Linked DNA regions of Gossypium hirsutum: regions 2 and 3 are each linked to region 1. A link is a contact called in public Hi-C data. All regions are on one chromosome and are shown on one strand. Each heading gives the region's core, a stretch centred on a gene start, on an enhancer-like site or on the middle of the called end of the contact. The rest is flanking DNA. Distances are from core to core; before and after follow the strand shown.

Region 1 (4,054 bases), core at 1,498-3,997:
CTTGAACGTGAAAAAGAAAAGATATCGGATTGATGAAATATATGATAAATGAATCGGTAACTCCGGTAATGCTCTGTAACTCTATTCCGGTGACGGATTCGGGTTAGGGGCTTTACATGGGCTGGGCTACCTAGCCCGGCCCGAAGGCCCGTCCAAAAAAATGAGAGGGTTCGGGTAAAAATATAGGCTCGAAATATGGGTTTGGGCAAAAAATGAGGCCCGGTTAAAAAAAGGGCCGGGCCTAGGGTAAAACTTTTTTACCCAGGCCCGGCCCGGCCCGAATTATATACCAAAAATATATAATTTTTTATTTTTAATCATAATTAGATTTTATTTTCAATTTTAATATAACAAATTTTTATTATATTTTCAATTTATGTATTGTTTTAAGAATTGTTTTAGTCTCATTTTTTATTTATTTCTTGTTTTAATATTTGTTTTTATGTTTTTAAATGTATTTGATTTATTATATTTTAAAAAATTTTATTTAATGAAATAAGCTAAAAATTTTAATATGGGCTGGGCCAAGCAGGGTTCAACAATTTTATTTCGGGCCGGGCGGGGCCTAGAAAACGGCCCTAAAATTTTTTTGGGCCCGGCCCTGCCCATGCACACCTCTAGAATTAACCCACATAAAGTTGCGTACGAGAGAGACTTGAGTAATACTAAATATGAAATATATTTTTATTTAATTAAAATTTTTATTTAATTAATATTTTACAATCACCTCTGAAAATTTTTAATTGAGATAATGTTTGGTATTATATAGTTTACAAATCTTTTCATACGTATGTGTGTATGGAAACCACAAATTTAGAATATAGGTATGTTTTAAAATAACATACAATAAATAATGAAATGTATGGTTTGAAATTAATTAATCATAATAACACATTAAACATATATGATATTAAAATAAAAGAAAATTAGATTAAGTTGTGTATATTAAAATTAAAATATATAAAATATATTCAAATACAATTTTAGTTGGGTGATAAATTTAAAGTATTATCAATCCAATTGACAAAAATTCAAATCTAATTATATATATGTATTTTTTTTGTTAAAGTGAAAATATTAAAGTACCATCAAATAATGTAATTTATTCTAATTACTAAATGACATTTTCATAATTTTCTGATCTAAATTAATATTTAGTTAACTTATGACACTAACTCAATTAGAAGCTTAAATGATTGTAAATATAAATAATATATATATTTTTTAATTATCACTTTTTTGACAAAAAAATGGTATTATTTAAAGCTAATTTTGTATTTGAACATTTTTATATTTCAATTAGCGTTATTATTATGTTTGTAGTGTGACTTTATATTTGATCAAATTCAGTAAATCGTTCCGATACTTTGAGAAACTTGTGAAATTAGTCTTTTTACTCTAATTTGTTCTAATTTGGTCCTCTATTTTTTTTTCAATTTTTAAAATTTAAACCTGAAGTTAAATTTTGCGTTATCTCCCTTAAAGAAATCTGATGTGGCAATTCTGTTTTTTATATAAATAATGATGTGGAATTATAAAAAATAATGCAAATATATTTCCGTTTAAAAACAATAATTAAAGGTAACTAGTAAAAGTAAAAGTTTGAGTTTAACTTAAAGTAACACATTAGAAGTCTGGACTAGGGATGAGCGTTTGATCGAATCGAGTGTCAATTTTTTGAGTTAATTGAGTTGACAAGTGAAATAAAATTTGAGTCGAGTCGAATCGAATTAAGTGAAATTGTTTGATTTAAATTAAAAAATTAACATGTCAAATTAAAATATTGTTGCAGTATAACTAATTTATTTAGGTTCTAACAAATAAACATAAAATTGAAACTATATATATTTGAAAACATTTTCAATGCAAAAAAAAAAAATACATTAGTATGATAAACTTGAATTATTACTTAACTTATTTAGGTTCTAACATTATTATTTTAATTTTTAGAATTTTTTTAGAATTTCTATAAATATTTAGAATTTTAAAAATTATTTTGAATTTTTTAAAAATTGTGTTGTTTTTTTTTGTAATTTTTGTTGAAAGAGAAACTAATTTACTCACTTTCAAACTTGATAGAAATTCGGGTATTTACACCAATCTCTTATTCCAATTATTCAACTTATTCGAATTTCAACTTGATTTGAACTCAAAACTCGAATTACTTATTTAAATTTGACTTAAATAGTTTAAATAACTCAAATTAATTAACTTGAAATTTAAAAAAAATTAATTTTTTCAAGTCAAATTAAATTTTGCTCATTCATATACTCTTCAAACCCTAAACACACACAAAAAAAAACCATTTTATTTTAACCCTAATAGTAAAAGTTTGATTCCTCAATCTTTAAATAGACAAGTTCATAAACAGAAATCCCAAAATCTTAATGGAGAAGAAGGCAAAAGGAAGATGAAAGTAAGTGTAGGATCCTTTCCAATTCAAAATTCAGCTATATATTTATTGAAAATTTAAAAATTTTTTATTTTACCAAAATACAAGAATTTATTTAAAGAAAAAGTTGTCACCATTTTTATAGAAAAAATAAGTCCAGCTAGAAAGATTTTAACACTGCTTCCTTATTCAATATTTAATTGTGATTGGATGAAGTGAAAATTTATTTATTTATATATTTTAGAGCAAATCACATTTTATTTAAAAAATAAAAAATCTCTAATAATCTTCAAATATGTGCATTCGAATCTGATATATATATATATATTTCCTTCTATCTTTTTTTCTTTCTCCCAAAAAACTAACCCTAGCCGTCCCTCACCCTCAATACTGCCGGCGCCTCCTCGTTGGTCTCCAATCAAAGGCCACCGCTCATTCCTTCTCTTTCTCTTCTCTCTCCCGCTTCTGTTCTCTTCTTTTTCTTTTGCTCACACCCCCTACCTGCCGTTTGCTTCTCAACGCCGTTGTCGGCACCGCCGCAGTCAGACGCCTTCGACCTCTTCTCGGCCTCCGTTGTCTCCCTTCTCTCCCACCTACGTCTTTCCCGTATTTTATTTGAAATCCATAGCGCCGCCGCTCTGCTAAGCCGTCAGCGATTGTCACCGGCGCCGTCGTTGTGCGCTCTCCAACAGAGTCACCGCCGGACTTTTTTCCTTTCTTCTCCTTCACTAGCCTCCGCGATGCGCAGCTCTTTCCAAGTCCAGAACCCCAGTGCCACCGCCGCCGTCCGGCCTCTACATACATAGATAGATCTATTAAAAATTATAAAACTAAAAGTTAATGGGCTAAAGCCCAAAAAAGTTATTTAGAAAAAAAAGAAACCATCTAAGCCTAAATTCACTTTGTGTTTAAACCCAAGTCCTTCAAACCAAATTACAAATAAACTCGAAATCTAATCAAACCAAAATTAATTCCAAGTTAAAGAGCAAGTCCACCCCCCCGGGGGCAAATAAGAGTATATTGAAGGTCAGTATTCTTACTAGTTCTAGCAAGTTTTTTTCTTCTGCCAGATCCCATTTTTCCCCCTGTTCGTACGAATGACAGAGAGAATTTTTTACTTTTACAGTCTTAGTGTGGTTTGCTGCTAACTCACCGGCCCTGTTGCTGCCATCTGCGGGTTGTGTTCATTGCTAAGGTATTCTCTTGCTGCCTGCCGTATCTTTATAATTTTAGAAATTCAATATAAATACATTGTTTTGGTTTGTATCTTTCACTTGGTTTATTTTACTTAGCTCAAAACAAATATAATTTCCTTTCTACCATTAGTACTTATTTCGTTTCCTCAATTTGTTTATGATTTATTAATTCTTTATATTTTTTCCTTTATTTTAATTTTTTTAATGAATTTTAGTGATTTTTAATCTATCTACTGATGAACGGGTGATTTGATCAATTCGAACATCTATCTAGTTTTAACAATAAGGTATATGGCTATGTTCAAGTACCAGCATTTTACCCGGTTAATTGCCCAATCTTTAATCAAGATCATTTTGCTACTAATAATAATAATAGTTCTACTTTTCTTTAAGGAGGAAAGAAGCAAAAACATGGGAAGGAGAGTAAGAGGCGGCGGCAGAGACGGCGGAGGCGTGAAAAGTGCAG
Region 2 (3,979 bases), core at 842-3,341, 160 kb after region 1:
AAATCACACAAATTATTACTCAACTAATAACGTGATTGACAATTAAAAGAATAATTTTATATATAATTAGTGGAGATTTTAAACACCACAAACAAAATCAAAATGAGCATGTGAATAAATGCAATATACTACTTCTAATGAAGATTATAAAATAATTATCCTTTCTCCTTTGCTATTACTATATATAAACTTTCATACTATCAATATCTCTTCTAATCTTAATTGAGTTAACTGAATGTTAATTAGTTGGAAAAATTAGAAGATTATTTTTTTCTTTTATTTTTCATAAAATTAATGAAAAAATTGTATATAGTGAGATTTAAATTCATGGTATTAATATTTATAAAATTTTAATTTTATTGCTTTAATTTTAATATAAATTTTAATATTTTATACCATTTTTTCCATCCCATTGTTTGTATATTTATCTCTACTACTAAGTTTAAACTTTTGATTAAGTTGATGATAAAACAATAGAGACATAATGAATAGGATCGAGTTCAAGTTATTCGAAGCAAAAGAAAATTGAATCAAAGAGAGAAACCCTATCTTGGTGGCTAGGCAACCTAAAATTGAACAAGAAGATAAAGTATTAAAAATGTTTTTAATGAACATAATCAAGATAAATAAAGATATAGAGAAGATGGAAAAAGATAGGATGAAAGATGATAAAATGACAATGTCCTATTAAACGATTTGAAGAAAGAACCTTTAATAAGCTTTACAAATGGTTTTAACCAACTCTCTAAAGTCAAACCCTAGTAAATTGAGGGTGAAAGTTTCCCAGGACTTCAAAGAAAAAAACCAAGAAATGTAACATCCTAAATTTTTCGAAGTCAAAATTCGTATTGTATAAGTGATCAAGAAAATAAAATTCAAGTACGGTGTTAGATAAATGCGAATTGTTTATTAATTAAATAATAATATAACGGCTTGATTTTCGCCAGTGTTAAAAAAATTCGAGTTCGGGGCTGAATTATTAAGTCAAGCTAAACCAAAAATATTATTCGAGGAGCTCATGTGGTATATATGAAATTATAAGACCAAATTGCCAAGTGATAAAATTGGATAAATTGTAGTGCAGGGGCTAGATTGAAAAGATAAGTAATCACTTATCAAGGATTAATTGGTGAAGAGAGGGAATTGTAACTTTTTTAATTAAGTGATAAAAATGAAAATTTACCCATAGTTTAGTGACTAATGGTGTAATTTACTCAAATTTTTATAATTTCTTTTATAAGTTATAAAAATTAATTAAACTCGTAAAATAATTAAAAATCAATTAAACCTTCCATTTGTCAACATTTTTCATGTGAAATACTATTTCATCTGCCATGTCATTATTGTTTCGACACCACCACCACATCTTCACTCAATCGATTACTATCTTTAAATTAAAAACTCAATCGATTGCAAATTTTAATTAAGAGTTTAATTAATTTTTTAATTATTTATAAAAACATTCTAAATATTTAAGCATATTTTATATTATTTTATAAATTTCTTGATAATCTATTTTATTTAATTCATTATATCGAATTTAGTAGAATTAATAAAAAAGAAAGATAAACAAAAATAATCAAAACTAAAAAATATAGTTGAACATAAATAAAACCATAACTACATGAGATAGCATTTTTAGTGGAGAAAGAAAATAATTAATATAATTTATAGTAATTAGATTTAAAGTCATCACAACTATTCAATCTTTTTAATGCAAAATTTTTTATGCTAAATTTGTGAGTAAATGTGATCAAAATAAGTTATTAGATTTATTCAATTCTTTCGTAATTAAATTGTCGACACTAAAACTGCAAACAATTGTGATAATAATAAACGATTGTATATATATATATATATATTGACCAATAATCTTTATTCTAGAAGTAAATTCATGTCAAAAAAAAAGTAATCATAATAATTAATTTTGTTGTGATAAAAGAATATTTGTTGATATGAACTTGCTCAATTTCATTGCCAGCATTATTCCTGCAGATATTTAGTAAAGTTTTGTACTCTACTTAGAGCTGCCCACCACACCTTCCAACTATACCCACTTGGATTGGATTGGGTTGGGTTGGGAACAACTCCTTTATAATGCATATCATGATTCCTATGCTTCTACAAGTGCCATAGTACAAGACACAGGATCCCAACATATAGCCACTCTAGGATCCATTATCTTATATCTCTAATTGAATCCATATTCCAAGTCTTCCATATTGGGTTCGTGAGCCAATCTACCATACACCCCTCCCAAACATATATGTTGGAGAAATAATTGAGTTTACCCAAAATACAAACATTAATATTATCCCACCAATTTGAATGTCGAGTTCTTACAAACATTAATATTATCCCACCAATTTGAATGTCGAGTTCTTACTTTTATATATATATATATATAAATAATCTCTTGGCTCAATCACAACAACTATATGTTGTAGATATAAAAATTTAGGTTAATACATTTTCCTCTAATTTCTTTATGATGGTGCGGATAAAATTTTTTTAGAATTTTTTTTTAATTTTTCATGTTTATTTTAGAGTTTATATTCGAGATTTGTCGTTGCCTCTTTCAACAATATTCTCTCATCAATACCGTAATATGATTTATCATTGTACTCAGCATTTGTTAATAATTTTAAAATTCATGTACAAATCAAGTTAGCTTGAATTAATTTAGTAGTTGGTTTCATTATTATAATATAAAAATTTTTTAATAACTTGATAGATTATATAATTAAATGTTATTAGCATAAATTACATCTAAAGTCACTCTAAAATAGGGTTTATCCTATTTTGATCACTCTAATTTTTTCTCAATTTAGTCACTTTAATTAAAATAATTGTTCGAACTAGTCACCACTATTAAAAATTTCGTTAATCCACTAACGAATTGTTGGCGTGGCACATTAACCAATTAAATGATGACACGTGGTAATTTTTTTTATTTTTGACTAAACCTTAAACACCTTTATGTAATTATTCCAAAACTTTCTTTTTTTCTTTGTCTTCTTTGTCGTCATCTTGCCACTCCCTGTTCAAACTCTCTCAGAACTTACAATCAATCTCCGCCACCCCATCTGACTCCCTTCTTTATTCATATAAAGAAGCAAACACCCTCCTTCAAAATAAAATGTATATGATGACATTCCTGTTAAAAGCTTCAAACAATATTTCATCATATATCGACAAATCCCGTGCCTTTAGTTCCATAATATTTGAATCCATTTGTTAAAAAAAAAAAAAAGCTCTCTAAAACATTTACTTACTTCCTCAAGCTCTGAAGATTGGATCAATGGGTATATTAGTTGTTGATTTTGTGATTTCAACTTGCTTGAGATGAAATGTGGGGGAAAAACCCAATAATAAATAGTTAGAAATGAAAGTTTCAAGTGATGAATGTGTGAATATATACATATATATATATGGTAATTTATTCTTACTTATTAGTTGTTTATTTTGTGATGTCAACTTGCTTTGAGATAAAATGTGAGGAAAAATCCAATAATAAACAGTTAGAAAAGAAAGTTTCAATGTATATATACGGTAATCTATTCTTACTTAGAGGTGTCCTAGATATGAAAAAGCAAGCTCTAATAACATTGTAGAACAATATAAGAATAAATCCTTTGAGGGAATGAGAATTACCATCCTACATGATTTTAGCTCAAACTTGGTGTGTGTATATATATATACTATTATAAATGAGGCTGTTTGAATTATTGAAATAACGACGATGATATTACTTGTAAAGTGAAGGCAACAACAACAATTGATAGGGTGAGATATCCAGTTTCAAGGAGATTGAAGTTAAGATACTTGTTAATACCCATAACTTAAGTTGCAACCATGCAGAATATTCAAACCTTGAGTTTTCTGAAAAACTATATGTTCCAGAAATTGAAAGCTTCAATTAAGAATACAAATTGGTACCGCAAACATCCTCTTACGAAATAAAGGAGTCAGATGGGAT
Region 3 (3,825 bases), core at 635-3,134, 210 kb after region 1:
AAGTTCCTAAATATGGCATTGACCAGCAAAGATCCCAGCATGACACTAGTGAGATGTTTCAAAACAAAGATAAATGGATTTCATTTCTAACCTCCATCTAAATTTCATTCTTAAGCAGAATGTCCCTCATTTAATTACCACTTCCATCAAAAAGATTAAAATCTAGATTTGACATATGGGAAAATGTTCAAAAACATAAAAACCAAACAAAATCACAGCTCGGGTTTTCACAAATAAGTAAACACAAACGGATTTCAAAATAGAATCTCAAATATCTTATCCTACACCTTAATGGCATACTTCCTCATGGGGAAGTACATTTCCTTCTTCTTTTCACGTTCTGTCTTCAGCGATGCCTAGGGCAAGCAAACAAATCGATATTCAGATACAACCAAACAAGCTATACAAATAGCAAGCAAACTAAACCCGAATACATGTTTCATTGATAGTTCTATGCATTCAAGATGGATGGAAGCTGCATGGCAGCTGAAATGGCACGATTTTATGTTATTCTGATTTCCGACTTTTCATTTTCTTAATGTACTCATGTCTGACACCTATAACAAGCACATCTTCAGACATGGGTATGTGAACTTAACCCGACACTCACACTAGGATTTTAGTAAAAAATACTTATTCAACAAAAGCTATAATAAAAGCATATTCGCATAATCAAAAGAATGTCTGTACCTGATGCTTGGTAAGCCTTCTCCTGATGGCTCTGGTCTTCTTTGGACGGAGATCAAGGGGCAAGAACTTCTTCTTCTTATATGCCTCCCTCAGTGCAGCCTTCTGCTTCTGTGAGATCACTGTCAACACCTGAGCAATTGACAACCTCACCACCTTTCTGCATTCATACAAACAGAAGAATCAAAATAACATGCCAAAGCCAATGAATCCGGAACCGGAACATGCCAAATCAACAAGGTCTAACAAAATATTGAACAAGTCAAAAATGAAACTCATATACAATGCACTCCAAAGTGTACAGTTTCAAAACCAACATATACGTTAGTCCTAACTAGCTCTTTAAAAGCTGAACTTGCCAATCAAATGATATCGGAATCAATATCGCTACTTTGCTTTTCGCTTCTCATATAGTCACCAAATGATATAATTCGAGGGAGAAAAAATGGCATATGGCTAAAATAAATATAAATTCAAACATATTGTTCCATACATAAAAGCGAAATTATTAAGCTTCTTAATGAAAACCAATTTCTTAAATGTTTTAACGTTTTATTTATCACAACACATTTTAACAACTATACAGAAGGGAAACTTTGTTCCAGAGATACCAGCAATTCACTTTCACTACATAGCAAAAACAATATAAGAAAGTACCAATCGAACAAGAAAATCCTTTGTTAGAAACAAATGAATACCCATTTCTCCAAATAAACTAGGAAATCAAGTTCCATTTGCATATACCCAATTAACCCTCAACTTACGATCCATAGCTAACACATACAACAGATTAAAAAAGAACAATACAGAGAGAGAAAATTACATCTTGGAAAGCTTGTTAGGTGCACCACCGGTAACTTTGGCAACACGAAGAAGAGCGAGCTCAGCTTTGAGATCTTTCAACTGAGCCAAAAGCTCAGTTTTTGATTTCTGTCTCAACTCATGGACCTTGATTCTCGCTGTTTTTTTTAAGCGATTTACAAACAATAACATGAAACAAAGATTAAAACACATGAAAAATCCATGTTTGATTTTAGGAAATGTAAGAAAAATATGAACATTTTAAAGGTATTTGAAGAGTTACCCATTGCTTCTTCCGCTGCTCTTCAGAAGTGCCGGCTTCTCTCTGTCTTTCTTAAAGTATGATGAAACCCTAATATTAAAAGGAGACTAGGGTTCTAAAGAATTGGGTTAAAATTGGTTTATTTTATTGTAGTTTATTGGGCTATAATATTATATGGGCTTCTAAACTTGGGCCTGTTTGGATAAAGTCTAATGGAGGAATGAGTATAGCTTCTCCACAAATCGATTTTTATAATTTCTCTAAAATTTAGTTTTTTTTAATATTTATATATTTTTTTAATTTAGTCATCAATATTATAAAAAGAGTTGAATTTGACAATAAATATTTAAAAAAGAGTTGGATTAAAATCTTTAAACAACCCAGCAATAATTACAATATTATTCTAGTAACATCATGTAAAAACCAAGCATCTATCCGCTGATGTTTCATGATTATTTCCGGAGGTTCCTAAAAGACTATTGGATCATAAGAGAAAGCTTTCATAATCCCAGCCAACGTATAAGCAGCTCTATTAATTTCTCTTGGAATCTTCTTAATGACCACCTTCTATTGTCTCCTACAAATCTCTTGAATTCTCAAAGTTAGGTCCCGGCCGGTACAATTACCTACAAGACCTATCTAAAACGGCTTCCACAGTTTGAGAATAATTTGTTTCGACCAGGATATTAACTCAATTAGCATCCCACGTTATAAGAAGTCCATCATAAATAGTCCAAAGTTTAACCTGCCCAACATTGCATCTATCAATGTTTCTCCCAACTCCTCCACGCCACATACCAAGTTCTTCTCTAGCCACAGCAGTTGTCGATGCAACTCCTGAAATAGGATCCCTTCACCCATCCTTAAAAAAAAGCTTTTAACTCTATTTACAATATTTAAGGAAAAGTTGAAAATTAAATTGGGTTAATGGTAAATTTAACTACTAATTTTTTTCATGTTTTGTCAAAATGACTTTAATTGTATTTTTTAGACTTTTTTGGTCATCAACATTTATTCTTTATTTCAAATTGCTTTTATTTTTCAACAGATTTGATGAAAGTATCATTAAAAAAATTAACGGGGTAATGTGGAATTTCATATGTGGAATATTTTTAATGAGATATAATCTATTATTTAGGTAACCCAATAAAATAATTACATGTGAAAAATTATAAAATAAATAAATAATTCATGAAGTTAAAAAAATAACTTTTAACTTAAAGAAAATAAACGTAATTATCTAAAAAAAAGCACACATTCAATATTTTCGATATAGATTACATTCTATTAAAAATATTTTACATATAAAATTTCACATCATCCCATTAAATTCTTAATGGTAATTTCATCAAATCTATTAAAAAAACGTAATTTGAAAAAAAAAACAAAGGTTTATAGCAAAAAAAAGACTCGAAAATACAATTAAGGTCATTTTGACAAAGCATGTAAATATTAGTGACCAAATTTGTGATTAAGCCGATTAAATTTTACATTATAAATTTTTGTAAGAAATTTTTTAATAATTCAATCAGATTTTTTATTGGTTAATTCGGTTGTTACATATTCATTTAACCGGATAAATCAACTCAAAATTTACGCAACAAATTCTAAATTTTTCATTTTTTTTTGTTAGATTCATAACACAGTATAATTTTCCAAATAAATCACATAAAATTTCACAATTTTTATTAAAAAAATCAGAAATCTTTGAATTTTGACTCTCAAATCAGATCTAATAGGTAATATAAACAGTAAACTCAGCACTGTCTCAAAGCCATCAGTCTCCTGCTGTTGATTGCTTGCTGGTATGGTCTTAACAATGGCGAAACCTTTTGCATTAACATATTTCCCAGTGCCACCATGATGGCCAAATGAGACTCCGATACACCGACCCGATGAACCCCAAAGAAGCTAAGGGTGTCAGCGTAGTGTCCACTCTCGAACATGGCCGTAAATGCCATGGTTTGACTGTTCCCATCGATTGAGCTAGCAACATAGAACCCTTGTGCCTTGCCTAGGAGCCCAGACCCTAGCTCATGTCCGACAGTCAGCTCGTCGTCCATGACCGTCATGGT

What was found. Hi-C and Micro-C count contacts between places; a contact is called where the count stands out from the background.
Region 2: a Hi-C map of leaf shows a contact between it and region 1, with 4 times the contacts expected there. The contact joins the enhancer-like site here to the promoter of LOC107957339 in region 1. A contact is called at or near these places in 17 of 34 Hi-C or Micro-C datasets (anther, callus, fibers and 4 more).
Region 3: a Hi-C map of leaf shows a contact between it and region 1, with 3 times the contacts expected there. The contact joins the promoter of LOC107957340 here to the promoter of LOC107957339 in region 1. A contact is called at or near these places in 12 of 34 Hi-C or Micro-C datasets (callus, fibers, hypocotyl and 3 more).

Annotation. Positions count from the first base shown.
Region 1 is chrA05:39,877,733-39,881,786 of Gossypium_hirsutum_v2.1, forward strand. LOC107957339 reads left to right here and starts at 2,748. Exons shown (of 5, transcript XR_001700411.2): 1 at 2,748-3,418; 2 at 3,519-3,587; 3 at 3,982-4,054.
Region 2 is chrA05:40,035,305-40,039,283 of Gossypium_hirsutum_v2.1, forward strand. No RefSeq gene overlaps it. Among protein-coding and RNA genes, the nearest start is that of LOC107961194, 31 kb to the right of the region's middle. Within about 2 kb of position 2,092, at least 3 of the 9 cell types and tissues checked have an H3K27ac peak or open chromatin away from gene starts, as enhancers often do. A contact at or near this core is called in hypocotyl and leaf, where this site is marked.
Region 3 is chrA05:40,090,476-40,094,300 of Gossypium_hirsutum_v2.1, forward strand. LOC107957340 (60S ribosomal protein L35) reads right to left here and starts at 1,885. Exons shown (of 4, transcript XM_016892848.2): 1 at 1,772-1,885; 2 at 1,511-1,646; 3 at 691-847; 4 at 57-356. The coding sequence starts at 1,775. The coding sequence ends at 282. It also overlaps the pseudogene LOC107961196.